Linked DNA regions of Mus musculus: regions 2 and 3 are each linked to region 1. The links are chromatin contacts, called in public Hi-C and HiChIP or PLAC-seq maps. All regions are on one chromosome and are shown on one strand. Each heading gives the region's core, a stretch centred on a gene start, on an enhancer-like site or on the middle of the called end of the contact. The rest is flanking DNA. Distances are from core to core; before and after follow the strand shown. Region 1 holds the start of Tctex1d2 (Tctex1 domain containing 2). Region 2 overlaps Pcyt1a (phosphate cytidylyltransferase 1, choline, alpha isoform). Region 3 overlaps Ubxn7 (UBX domain protein 7).

Region 1 (4,500 bases), core at 657-3,156:
CCTAAACAGAGTTTCTCTGTGTAGACCCCAGCTGTTTTGCAGCTTGAATGAAAAGGAAGACACAACCACTGCTAAGCATGGTTGAGGAGACAAATTTCATTATAGATATGAGGAAGAGAACAGCCTGCAGCATCTGGAAGAGTCCTGACCTCCAGACTGACCATGGCCAGCAGGACAAGACTAGGCCATGAGAGGAAAGGGAGCAGTGAGAGGAACAGAAGAGAGAGGAGAGGGGGGCAGAGGACTAAGAGAGTGCATGGAACAAAGAGGGCATGTAGCCAAAATGGCAGTTATATAGGTATCAAGCAGGGGGTGGGGTGAGGTTTTGGTCGGGGAAGAGAAATGAAGCCCAGCCCCTGGGTTGGAGTGGTTTAAAGTGGGGGCCGGGTGAGAGTGATAGAAGGAGCCACAGATACTGGTCTTGGTTTTCTTTGGGATCTAACAAAACTCCCTCAGTAGAACAGGCACACCCTCTGCTCTATAGGTCTAGGACAACCAGGGCTATGCAGAAAGACCCTGTCTTGGGAAACAAAAAACAAAAAAACAAAGAGAACTGGCTGGTCTCAGACTTCAAAATCTGCCTGCCCCTGCCTACATGGTGCTGGAGTTAAAAGCATGTGCTACCATGCCCGGCTTGCCGCCCCCTCCCCGCCCCCCAACCCCCAGGCTGGGCGGTGATGGCATACGCTTTTAATCCCAACACTTGGGAGGCAGAGGCAGGCAGATTTCTGAGTTCGAGGCCAGCCTGGTCTATAGAGTGAGTTCCAGGACAGCCAGGGCTACACAGAGAAACCCTGTCTCAAAAAAACAAAAAACAGGCTGGTGAGATGGCTCAGTGGGTAAGAGCACCCTACTGCTCTCCCGAAGGTCCGGAGTTCAAATCCCAGCAACCACATGGTGGCTCACAACCATCTGTAACAAGATCTGACTCCCTCTTCTGGACAGCTACGGTGTACTTTCATATAATAAATAAATAAATCTTTAAAAAAACAAAAAACAAAAAGAGAAGAGCCAGAGACATCTGAAATAGTCGAGAGTACAGAGGGAAAGAAGTAGACTTAGAACATAGACAGGAGACTGGATGTGGTCAAGGCTATCTTTCAGGAAAGCCAGCATGTGTTTTGATACCTTCACATAAGCCTGAGTAGGCTTATGTCCCTTCTACCAGAGGTAAGGGAATTGGTCTCACAATTTCCTGAGCAATGCGGGCTTTTATCTCACAGCTAGAAATACTCTACTCCACTTTGAGCTTATATCTGGATATTTGGGCTATCTTTTGTAGTTTAGAGTTTCCTTTGAACCTCACAAGGGGGTAGAGATGGAAAGCATGTTAAGAATATATTGTATAACAAAAATGTAAAATAAAAACAAGCAAACAAAAATGTGTGCTGGGTCTGTTTGGTGGCCAACACCTGTAATCTCAGCATTTAGAAGCCAGAGGCAAGTGGCTCTCTGGGCGTTTGAAACCAGTATGGTCTACAGAGTCAGTTCCAAGACAGTCAAGAGGATTTAGAGAAACCCTGTCTGGAAACAAAGCAAAATTACATATAAATTCTACTTGTTTCCTACTTTTAACTCACAAGTTGTCCAAACCCAGAAGGGACGGTGTGCAGTTGTGACCCAGTAGCGTTCTAGTTCCAGCACCCATAGAACTTGGCACCGATAACTCTGTTATCCCAAACCTGGGGAGATGGAGGCAGGAATTAGAGGCCAGTCTGAGCTATTTGCATCCTGTCTCAAAAAAATAGGAAGAAAAAAAAAAGGAAGTTAGGTCTGGTTTGGTCTGCCTCTCAGTGGCAAGTGGTCGGTTGCCTAACTTCTCTTAAAAAGTCCTGGTCTCGGTTTGGTACTCATTTCCCAGCGGGCTCACGGCCTCCAGCCAGTGCGCAGGCGCAGCGGTGGTCACCACACGTCACGTGTGAGACCCGTTGCCCTAGCGACCTGTGCCGGGATCTTCGGAGCCGCAACCGACCACACTTCCTTCTAGAGATCTGTTGGACCAGACGCAGGGATATGGCTGTGTCCTTCCGCGGCCTGTCCTTATCGGCTCACTCCGAGGGCTTGAGTGAGGTCGACAAGAACTCAGGGGAGCCTGAGAACACCTACATTCTGAGGCCCATTTTCCAGCAAAGGCGCGTAGCAGACAGGGCACGGAGGGCGATGTGGGGATGGGGCCGGGGCTTTTGGATGCGTGAGCTTCCCTAAGGAGACACGGAGAGGGGCCGGGCTGGGGAAGGGATTGGGCGGGTTTATGCATTCCGACGTAGTGATTTCTCCATCACGGAATTCTGCAGTCTGACTAGCAGGTCTTACCGGGAGCCTAAACTGGCGCTGTGGAAGTGGTTGACTTCTTGGAGGCTTTAGGGGGTGCGCACGCGGGACAGGAAAAATAGAAGCTGGAAACAAGCGGCTTACAAGCTGTACTCCTATGGTTACTGTGTGCATACCTGTGCCAGGAAGGATATGCTTACTTCTGGCACCCGACTTGTGTCTTTACAAAGCCCTTTTCATATAGCGTCGATCGCCACCTTAGGTTGCTAGAAGAGGGCGGTCAGTTCAGACTATAGGACATATACATCACTAACTTCATCTTACAAAAGAAAAAAAAAGGTTCGTGTGCTTGTGGGTGTGGCTGAGTGTTTGGGTGTATGCATGCTACTTAGGATCAAGGGATAACTTTGGGGAATTGGTTCTGTTCTGTTCTTGAACTATGTGGATCCTGGAGATTGAACCCAGGTATCAGGTTTGGGTACAAGGCCCTTTACCAGCTAGCCATCTCACTGCGCCCAAGAGAGGATTTTTTTGTCCCCAGGGTATGCAACTGGTTGGTGAAGGGCTGTAGAGATAGCTCAGTCTGTCACTGCTTGCTCTGAAAGCATGAAGACCTGAGTTCAATTCCTGCACCCCTGTAAAAAGTCGTCGTACACTGTAATCCCGGTGATGGGAATTTGGTCCCAGTAATAGAGAAACAAGACTCTAGGACTCCCTGGCTAGCCATCCTGGCTTCATCTGCAAATCCCAGTGAGATACCCTGTCTCAAAATCATGGTGGAGGGCTGGAGATATTTCTCAGTGGTTAACAGCACTGACTACTCCTCCAGAGGCCTGCGGTTGAGTTCCCAGCACCCACATGAAGATCAGATGCTGTCTTCTGGCCTCTGTGGGCAGAGGTTGCATGTGGTACTTAGTCACACATGCAAACAAAATACCCATAGACATAAAATAAGTAAATCCTTAAAAAAAAAACAACCCAACAACAAACAAGGTAGGGGAGAGTGGCTATATTTCCATAGCAGCTTCACGAAGCCGTTTTCACATGAATATAGAAAAATGCATGTTTTGTTACCTCAGTAAATGTTCTAAATATATAGAATGGTATTGAGCTGTATTTCTCTGTACACAGTGAAGAATGATGTTAGTAACAAACATGCCAGTGATCCTATGAGTTCATATGTGACTTGTCCGAAGAGCGGCTTAGCATTTTATGAAAGACTGAACAAGCATAAGCAAGGGCTGGAGAGATTTGCTCCTCCTGGAGAGTACCCAGCGTGGGTTCCCACCACCCACACTGCAGCTCACAATTGTTTGTAATCCCAAGGGCAGCAGGAGTTAAACACATATATACAGGGGAAAACACACATAAAAATTATATATATGTGTGTGTGTGTGTGTGTGTGTGTGTGTGTGTGTGTGTGTAAAAAGGAAAAAGCTTAAGCAGGCCAGTAAGATGGCTCAGCTGGTAAAGGCACTCGTTTTCAAACCTGATGCCAGAGTTCAATCCTGAGACTTAGGTAGTGAAAGGAAAAAACGAATTCCCATACACATGCCATGACACAAAATAAACGCTTTAAAAAAAAAGCTTAAGGGAAGAAGTAAATAATAATATTGGGTTGGGTCAGTGCTAAGGATTTAAAACAGAGCCTCATGCGTGCAAGGATGAGCTATATTCCCAGACCCTTAGATACATTATTTTAATAAGGCCACATTTTGAAATCAGGTTGAGACAAGATCCTGTGCACCTCAGATTGGTTTCAGACTTCCAATACAGAGAGATGAGCTTGAATTCCTGATGCTGCTGCCTATAACACCCACACTAAGATTACAGGTTTGAACCACTACGGTGTGGGTGCACGCTGGGGATCAAATCCTAAATCTGAGCATGCTCAGGAGCCACCCTTCACAAAACACTGAGAGCCACAGCCCAGACCTAAACCCTAGAGATCTAATGAAAGCCAGACAGTGGTGGTGAATGCCTTAATTCCAGCACTTGGGAGGCAGAGGCAGGTGGATCTGAGTTCAAGGCTAACCTGGTTTACTGTTCTTGCAGAGAACCCTGTCTGTCCCATCACCCCACCCCCATCCTCCAGCACCTACATGTTATCTTACAAACATCCCTATATGTAGTTCCAAGGGTAAAACACTTATACACAGGAGATAAAAATAAGTAAATCTTAAAAAAATAAAAGCACAGGGACTTAGTCCATATAGACTGTAATATAGA
Region 2 (4,500 bases), core at 1,170-3,669, 44 kb after region 1:
CCCCAGTTCAGGTCCCAGCACCTATGGTGGGCAGTTCCCAGTCGCCTAGGAGTCTGGCTCCAGGCAGTTGGATGCCTCTGGGATAGGTACTTGCATTTACATGCACACACCTCCTCCATACATATATTAAAAGTTCATCTTTTCTTAAGGCAAGGATTTTGAAGTTCAGGATATGTATTCATTGACTAAATATTTAATATATCTTAGGTGGCATTAAAGAAAAACTACTCAGTCCATATAAAAACATGGACCGCAATCTAAATTCTAGATATCAGAGATAGAAGTCGCCACCTTTACTAAGGGAATAATACCTTAGTCTTTGGGCCTTCTTGTGTTTGGTTCAGGCAATCCTCTGTACAGTTGGACTATAAAACAATTAGTAAAATGGCTCATGTTTATGTTTTATATTTAATAGAAGTAGGCACTGAACTTAGGGCCTTATTCAAAGCCTCTACACTATATATACATATGAGATGTATATTGAAATATATATATGTATATATACACATGTACATATGCATATGTGTATTTATATCTCAGTAGGGTTATATACCAGACTCTTTTTACTTTTATTTTGAGACAGGCTCTTATTACGTTGTCCAGACTGGCTTTGACTTGATCTGTAGTTCAAGCTGGCCTTGAATTTGGTAATCTTACTGCCTCTGCTTCCAAACTGGCTGAGGTTACATGGCTGTGTCACCATGCCTGGTCCTAGAGAACATCTAACAAGAGAGGCTCTGTTAGAATGAAAGTCACACAGTGCTATTTGAGTTTGTCAGGTGTGAGGCACTGAGTAAATATGTTTTTGTAATGAGTTTTTTTGTTTGGATTTAGGTGAGCGGCCTGTGAGAGTTTATGCGGATGGAATATTTGACTTGTTTCACTCTGGTCATGCCCGGGCTCTGATGCAAGCAAAGAACCTTTTCCCTAATACGTATCTAATTGTGGGAGGTAAGAAACCTAATACGTATCTAATTGTGGGAGGTAAGAAACCATCCATCGGCTTTAAGGGTCGTCCAGAAAAAGAGTAATTTCCCTCCTGTTTGTGTGTTTGGCCCGGGTCTCCTTTACTAAAGGAATGAAGTTTCTGTCTTAGATTCAGTCTGTGTAGGACAGGCTCACTGAAGTCCTAGATGATCTCGCTGTTCGCAGCTGAGGGTCTACAGTTGTATACCGTAGCTGCATTCATCCAGTTGTCTACTTAAAAACACTGCGTCTGGACTTTGCTGCATCAATTTTGAATCAACAAAAGAAAATTCTGTCAAGCAAATGCTATATGGTCAATTCCAATCTTATAAAATGAAAATAGGAAAGAAAACATTAAAATTTTTATTTTATGTATATGGGTGGGTTTTTGTTTGTTGGTTGGTCTTCATGTGTGTTTCTGTACCACATGTGCCTGGTGCCCAAGGAAACTAGAGAAGGTATCAGATCCCATGGGACTGGAGTTACAGACAGTCGGGAGCCACCATGTCGGTGCTGGGAATCAAGCTCAGGTAGTTTATAAGAGCAGCCAGCTCTTAGCTGCGGAGAGATCTCTCCAGCTCCAATACAGTTTTAAAACCCTCACTGGTGTAGAAATACAGAGCGGGCTCATTTCAAAGTCAAGATCTGAGTTCCATATTTTACCCTTTTCAAAAGTGTGAGCCTTACTATAGCAAGTGTTAATCCTGAAGGTTAGTCTTAGATTAGGAAGGACATTGTCACCCAGGCTGAGGTACATACAGAAGATCCTTCTCCATATTGGTTGAAGATGGGGTAGGCATTGTCACAGACCTAGAAAGTAGGAGACGATGGGAAGGGTTGTTGACGAGGAGGGTTAGACAGGGACCTTGACTTACAACTGTGTGATGCTGTGATGCAGTCTGCAGTGATGAGCTAACGCACAACTTCAAGGGCTTCACTGTGATGAACGAGAATGAGCGCTATGACGCCGTGCAGCACTGCCGCTACGTGGACGAGGTGGTGCGGAACGCCCCCTGGACTCTGACGCCTGAGTTCCTGGCAGAGCACCGGGTAAGACTGGCCGCAAGTAATCATTCCTAGTTCCAACACCCCCTCACTGTTTGGGGGAGAAGGCTGGTTTTCCATTTGTTATACTTCATTTATGCCTTCTATGTAAGTTTCACATAGAGATGACGACTGTGTTATTACTATAATAGTGGCCACTGCTGACATTTATGTGAGATCTGATGGTTTACAAGCACTTTATTGTCACTGTGTTCTAGTTGCTTCCCACAGCTGCCCTGTGGGGATAGTTAGTATCTCCATTTACACATGGAGAACAAGGTGCAGAGAGACTGAACAATGAGCTCCAGGTTACTGTTACAGGACTTAAATGAGCCGTCTAACTACAAGACGCTTTCCCCACTCAATAGGTGTGTCCTCCTTTTATGGTGTGGCAATCTCTGGTCTATTCATAGTTCTAGGCTTACACATGAAGCTTATCTCTCTGGGTTAGTAAGGTGGCTCAGCAGGGAGAGGCAGTTAGTTGGTGCCTGGCTTGATGACCTAAAGTTGAACCCTGGACCCACATGCTGGGTCCAGATGAGATCTTAACTCCTGCAAGTTGTCCCCTGGCCTACATACACAAATGTATGAACAAATGAACACATACAAAATAAATGTAAAAAAATATGTTTATATTCTAAAGCCAAGGGACTGAAGCAGGAAAGTTTGAGGCCAGCTTGAGCTACATAACAAAGACCTTGTCTCAAGGAGGCCAAGAGATGGAGAGATGCTCAACAGTTAGGAGTGCTTTCATCCTTTCAAAGGCCAGAATGTTCCCCGCACCCACACGGGGTGGCTTTCAGAGGCTTGTAATTCCAGCTTCAGGGCTTCCAATGTCTTCCAGGCTCCATAGGCACTGGTACATACATGTACGTGTACACACACACACATGTACATGCACATACAAATAATAACTCTGTGATTAAGAGCACTTTCTATTCTTGCACAGGACCTGGGGTTGGTTTCCAACACCCACATGGTAGTTCACAAGAGTGTAACTCCAGTCCCAGAGGATCCAGCACCTCCTGGCCTCCATGGATTCCAGGGACACAGACATACATGTGTTGCATAAACACAAACCAGGCAACACACTCATGCATATACAAAATATAAAAACAAAACCTTTTTTGGTTTTTTTGAGACAGGGTTTCTCTGTAAAGCCCTGGCTGTCCTGGAACTCACTTTGTAGACCAGGCTGGCCTAGAACTCAGAAATCCGCCTGCCTCTGCCTCCTGAGTGCTGAGATTAAAGGCGTGTGCCACCACGCCCGGCTAAAACAAAACCTTTTAAAAAACAAAAAATAAATTAAAAAGAGGAAAGCTTCACATTTTAAGAAATAGTGCATTTTCTAAAAGATTTGTTTATTTATTTATTTTATGTATGTAAGTACACTGTAGCTGTACAGGTGGTTGTGAGCCTTCATGTGGTTGTTGGGAATTGAATTTTTAGGACCTCTGCCCACTTGGTCAGCCCCGCTCGCTCCGGTCAACTCCACTTGCTCAGTCCCTGCTCCCTGCGGCCCAGAGATTTATTTATTATTATAAATAAGCACACTATAGCTGTCTCTAGACACACCAGAAGAGAGTGTCAGATCTCATTACAGCTGGTTGTGAGCCACCATGTGATTGCTGGGATTTGAACTCAGGACCTTGAGAAGAGCAATCAGTGCTCTTACCCCCTGAGCCATCTCACCAGCCTGCATGTTTTCTTATGTTAATTTTACTTTCAGCTTTGATTTGGGGCTAGGAATTGTGTGCAATCAGAAACCAAGGGTGTTTTTACTCTTATTTAAGAAGTAAATAATTATTTTAAAACTCCCAGGGGCCTTTGAGTTCTCCCACATAAAGCATGCCTTCTACAAGGGTGGGCTTTAAAGAAATGGATTTAGGGCTAGAGAGATGACTCAGAGGTTGAGAGCACTGATTGCTCTTCCAGAGACCCTGAGCAACCACATGGTAGCTCACAACCATCTGTAATGAGATCTGGTGCCCTCTTCTGACATGCAGATATATGTGCAGAACACTGTATATAATAAATAAATAGATCTTTTAAAAAGAGAGAGAGAGATGGATTTATTTTTTTGGGTTTTTTTTTTTTTTTTTTTTTTTTTTTCCGGTTTTTTGGTTTTTTTGGTTTTCGAGACAGGGTTTCTCTGTGTAGCCCTGGCTGTCTTGGAACTCACTTTGTAGACCAGGCTGGCCTTGAACTCAGAAATCTGCCTGCCTCTGCCTCCCGAGTGCTGGGATTAAAGGCGTGCGCCACCACGTCCAACTGAGAGATGGATTTATTACCCTAGTTAGAGACCTTCAAGCTTGAAAAGCCAGTGTGCACATTGTCACGTCTCTGCATGGGTGTGGAATTGTTGCAGGAGAATTGTTGAGTGCGGCAGGCAGGAAGAGTGACAGCCGCTGTGCATCTGAAGCAGACAGTGTAGATTTACTGTAACTGTTTACCACATTGTATTTACTATTCTGTGTGTGTGGGGTGGGG
Region 3 (4,500 bases), core at 1,341-3,840, 48 kb before region 1:
TTCTTCTTATTGTGAGGTAGTCTCTCAGTAAGTTGGGTGGAGGTTGGTCTTGAACCTTTGATTTTTCTTGTGTTAGCCTCCCAGGTAGCTTTGATTGTAAGCCTGGCCCAATATGACTATTTGTAACTAATTTAATTTTCTCTTTTTATCCTTTGGCCTAGAGAACAACCTTTAAATCCTGATTTTATTTTTTTTAACTCCTCTTTGCATTTTTTTTCCAGTCATCGTTAGCTTTTTGTATTTGAGGCCACGCATGCTGTTCAGTATTCTTCAGTCAATAGAAGATCTTTGGTTTATTATGTAACTTAGCACTTACATTTTATGGTTAATTAAAACTTCTCCATCTTTCTGTGTTGCAGTTAGGCAGGAACAGGAATTAAGAAATGGAGGAGCAATAGATAAGAAACTAACCACCCTTGCAGATCTATTTCGGCCCCCAATCGACTTGATGCACAAGGGCAGCTTTGAAACAGTAAGTTGTTAAGAGATTCTGTGTTATAACTATGAATCGTTTTTACCATTTCAGTGTCTTATTTGTTTTATTTTTGAGACAGTGTCTTATCATGGGGCCTGGACATATTGTATAGATTAGGCTGGTCAAAAAATCAGAGATTGGCCTGTCTCTGTGTCCTCTATTTAACTTGTGTCTTTGTTTGTTTTGGTTTTGGTTTTTCGAGACAGGGTTTCTCTATGTATTCCTGACTGTCTTGGAACTCACTCTGTAGACCAGGCTGGCCTTGGACTCAGAAATCTACCTGCCTCTGCCTCCCAAGTGCTGGGATTAAAGGCATGCGCCACCACTGCCCGGCACCTTGTGTCTTATTTTCTAGGAGAAAAAAAAATCATTTATATAAAAAATTGGTATCTTAACTATTTCTGCATAATATACTTAAGGGTTACACTGACTTCTATTTCAACTGGCAATAAATGAAGAATGGATTATGTATGAAATTATGAAGAAGGAAAAAGAATTTGTACTAGTTTTGCTGTCATGCCTGACATTATAAAAGTTTGGTCTCAGTGTGGCAGTGCATTAAATTTGTGCATATTTGCTATTTGTTGTTTCAGACCTGTAATGGGAATGTTGGAAGTACATGTATGTGTATCTAATTGCAGAATACATTCTCCCCTGGTCTTCCTGGCTTTAGCTTTCCTAAAGGCAGAGGAAAACTTCCTGGGACTTGTAACTGTTAGGGGTTTTCTGTGTCCTCCACCTCTGAATAAAGACAGGAAGACTTATATTTATTAATTATTAATGCTTAAGGTTTTTGTGTAGGCCTCTTTCCAACTAGCTGTTATAACTTAAATTAACCCATATATGTTAATCTGTGTTCTGCCACATGGCTCATTAGTTACCTGTCTTTTAGTCCCTGTGTGCTTCTTCCTCTGTGTCTGACTCCCATAGTTCCTGTCTGCTGGAAGTCCCACCTATTCTCTCCTTCTTTGCTATAGGCTATCAGCATTTTATTAAACCAATCAGAGGATGATATAGGGGGTATTTATAAAATATGATGTAGCCAGAAATTAGCATTTGTATAATAAAAAACAGTCTTTATACAGTACACAAAAAGATAACCCCAAAAAGGGCAGGTGTAGTTGATTGTATCACCATAGTGAGAATATCTGTCATCAAGAAAACAACAAGGGCTAGAGATATGGCTTAGCAATTAAGATTATTTGTTGCTCTTGCAGAAGACCCAGGTTCAGTTCCCAGCACCCACATGGTGGCTTTTAACTGCAGTCCCAAGGGATATGATGCTTCCTTCTGGTCCCCAAAGCCAGGAGGCACGTACATATATACACTCAAACATATAAATCTTTAAAAACAAACAAACTTGATAAAAATTAAAACTATTATACCTTCAATATATTTGACATTTCTAGGGAAGGTTTGTTGAGGGGGAAGACTATTGCAGAAAATGGGCAGCACAGTTTCATAGGTGGGGCACAAGCAGCTAGCTAGAAGCCAAGATTCTTAGATTCTCTTCTCTGCTTTATGTACTAACTGAAGTTTCTAAAGGGGCAGAGTCATTAGACTATCGTGCATGTTATTGGCTGGGAGGGGGTGTGTGACGACTTCTTAGGTTAGCTTAATGGTAAAAGTTGGTGGTTCAACAATAGCTATCTGTATACTAGAGAAACAGAACACAGCAGCTGCTCAATCCAAGAAGCTATGTCTCAGCTATTCCACTCTGGTGCTGAAGGCTTACTAGGGAGCTGGAGTCTAATGATCCAATGACCACATGTGTACATGGAGAAAGAAATGGGCTTATGGACATATATACACTTCTTCCTCCAATTCCCATCCATCTAGTGGCTGGTGCTGGCTAACTTCAGAGTGGGCCTTTTTTTCCTACTCATGTGCCACAGATCTGTGCTTTCTGAAGTACAGCAAAGAGACAGGAACGTTTCACCAGTCCTGTATTTCTCCTAAACCAGTCAAGTTGACAGCCACCACAAGAATTAAACGTGTAAAATCGTACTGTATAATACCAAAAATTCTAGATATCATTTTAAAAGTTGTATTATTTACTTGCATATGTGTGTATAAATAAACATGCAATAGAAGTTGCCCCGGGGGCCAGCAGAGGGCATCAGATTTCCTTGAGCTGTGAGCTATTGGACATAGGTTGTAGGAACCAAATTCCATTTCTCCATGAGAGCATCAACTACTTTTTAACTTCTAGACTGCAGCCCAGCCTCTAGATATTTTTAAAACTATCCTTACTAATCATTGATAATTTCTTTTGGGGGAGACAGCAGGATGTGAGACAAGGTTTCTCTTTGTAGCCCTGGAACTCAGTATGTATTACATGTCTCTGCCTACACAGTGCGTTTAAGGTGTGTACCCTCTTAGAATTTGTTACAATATATTTTTATCATATTTATCCCCTATTTCTCTAACACACAGATTCACACTCAACCTGGGCATTCCTCTTAACTTTTGTAGCCCCTGTCTCTGCCTTGTCAACAACCATCAAGTCCAGTATGTGCTATTCTTACCCTGATGGTCCAGAGGACATCCACTGGAGCATGGTCACTCTACCAGGGATGATAGAATTGGTTCTCCCTGCCCCAGCAGCCATCATCTGTCAGTAGCTCCTCAGTTGGGGACTCATATCTTTTCCTTCATACCCCAGGCTAGAATGTTGTCCTGTCATGGTCCGGAAGATAAATGTTGTAGTCTGGTCCTCTCCAATGTCTGGCTCTTAAAACTTTAACTCTCTCTTTCATGATGGTCCCTAAGCCTAGCGCTAGGAGGGACAGTACTCTAGATGTCCCATGTGTGCCTGAGCACGCCACTGATGCTTGTCTCCTCACTTTGGCCAATTGTGAATTTATGTATTAACCACTGTGCTCTGCACAGAGAACTGATGAGTCCTCAGTGTCATTTTTAAAAGTGTGCTAAGTGTCTATATGGAAATTTTACTCTTACAGGCCAAAGAGTGTGGCCAGATGCAGAATAAGTGGCTGATGATAAACATTCAAAATGTACAAGACTTTGCATGCCAGTGCCTCAACCGTGATGTATGGAGCAATGAAGCTGTGAAGAATATTATCCGGGAACATTTCATTTTCTGGCAGGTGAGAACAACAGTTAATTAAAGCTTTCTTAGTATTTGTTTTTATAGTATAGGATGTTGTAGAGGCAGAATGGGGCTATAAACTGGAAAAAGTGAGTTCAATCATACTTCAGGAGCACCTTGACAAGACTATCTACAGCTCCACAGCTCAGTAGAAACATAGTTTAAGCCACACAGTTGACATTTCTCTAGAAGTACCATCTGAAAAAAATTCAAGGGAAAAGGGAAATTAACTTTAATCATATGTTTTAAGTCAATGTATGATAGAACATTAACATTTTAGTGGCATTATGTTTCTGTTTAACTGTGTGTGTTAAATTCTCAAAGTAAGGTATGTATTTCATGCTTATAGCACATGCCACCTTAAATTAGACTATTTTATCTATTTAATAGCTATATAAGGCCACTGGCTGTGTGTAAAAGATCTTAGGGCGCTCGGGAAATATTAAGATATGTTTTCTAGCCTGTGTTTTTTACTCTTTTACTGTTTGTTCTTAACATAGTATTCCTAAGTATTCCAGCTATAATAGCTTTTTGTATAAATTATCTAGTTAAAACAGGTAGCCTACCTGTCATAGTTTGGGTTTTATTCTATGATGAGACACCATAACCAAGGCCACTCTTATAAAGGCAAACTTTTTTTTTGTTTTTGTTTTGTTTTGGAGACAGGGTTTCTCTGTGTAGCCCTGGCTGTCCTGGAACTCACTCTGTAGACCAGGCTGACCTTGAACTCAGAAATCTGCCTGCCTCTGCCTCCCAAGTGCTGGGATTAAAGGTGGGTACCACCACTGCCCCAAAGGCAAACATTTAATTGGGACTGGCTTACAGTTTCAAAGGTTCAGTCTATTATCATCATGGCGGGAAGCATGGCAGTGTGCAGGCAGACGTGGTGCTGCAGAGGAGCTGAGAGTTCTAT

What was found. A called contact is a pair of places that touch in the nucleus more often than the background predicts. HiChIP or PLAC-seq counts read pairs in DNA pulled down with a chosen protein or histone mark.
Region 2: a contact with region 1 is called in an H3K4me3 HiChIP or PLAC-seq map of intestinal crypt epithelium, with 6 read pairs. The contact joins the enhancer-like site here to the promoter of Tctex1d2 in region 1. A contact is called at or near these places in 9 of 39 promoter capture datasets (the C10 cell line, the HPC-7 cell line, embryonic stem cells and 5 more), 1 of 15 datasets of contacts at CTCF or cohesin (CD8 T cells), 11 of 484 Hi-C or Micro-C datasets (the Ba/F3 cell line, CD8 T cells, the G1E-ER4 cell line and 6 more), 3 of 115 datasets of contacts at active chromatin or transcription factors (bone marrow-derived macrophages, embryonic stem cells and intestinal crypt epithelium) and 3 of 9 other capture datasets (adipose tissue, liver and pancreatic islet).
Region 3: a Hi-C map of bone marrow-derived macrophages shows a contact between it and region 1, with 39 read pairs. The contact joins the enhancer-like site here to the promoter of Tctex1d2 in region 1. A contact is called at or near these places in 8 of 39 promoter capture datasets (the 3T3-L1 cell line, the HPC-7 cell line, HPC-7-derived erythroid cells and 4 more), 3 of 15 datasets of contacts at CTCF or cohesin (CD8 T cells, the G1E-ER4 cell line and the NIH/3T3 cell line), 7 of 484 Hi-C or Micro-C datasets (ECoMG-derived neutrophils, bone marrow-derived macrophages, brown adipocytes and 4 more), 3 of 115 datasets of contacts at active chromatin or transcription factors (the 230-238 cell line, the HPC-7 cell line and embryonic stem cells) and 4 of 9 other capture datasets (adipose tissue, liver, macrophages and 1 more).

What each region holds. Positions count from the first base shown.
Region 1 is chr16:32,417,796-32,422,295 of GRCm38.p6, forward strand. Tctex1d2 (Tctex1 domain containing 2) reads left to right here and starts at 1,907. Exons shown (of 5, transcript NM_025329.4): 1 at 1,907-2,132. The coding sequence starts at 2,014.
Region 2 is chr16:32,461,167-32,465,666 of GRCm38.p6, forward strand. Pcyt1a (phosphate cytidylyltransferase 1, choline, alpha isoform) reads left to right here. Exons shown (of 9, transcript NM_009981.4): 4 at 835-951; 5 at 1,865-2,016. Among named protein-coding and RNA genes, the nearest start is that of Slc51a, 24 kb to the right of the region's middle. Within about 2 kb of position 2,420, at least 24 of the 459 cell types and tissues checked have an H3K27ac peak or open chromatin away from gene starts, as enhancers often do. A contact at or near this core is called in the G1E-ER4 cell line and intestinal crypt epithelium, where this site is marked.
Region 3 is chr16:32,368,956-32,373,455 of GRCm38.p6, forward strand. It overlaps Ubxn7 (UBX domain protein 7), which reads left to right. Exons shown (of 11, transcript NM_177633.4): 5 at 360-472; 6 at 3,439-3,585. Among named protein-coding and RNA genes, the nearest start is that of Tm4sf19, 29 kb to the right of the region's middle. Within about 2 kb of position 2,591, at least 2 of the 459 cell types and tissues checked have an H3K27ac peak or open chromatin away from gene starts, as enhancers often do. A contact at or near this core is called in bone marrow-derived macrophages, where this site is marked.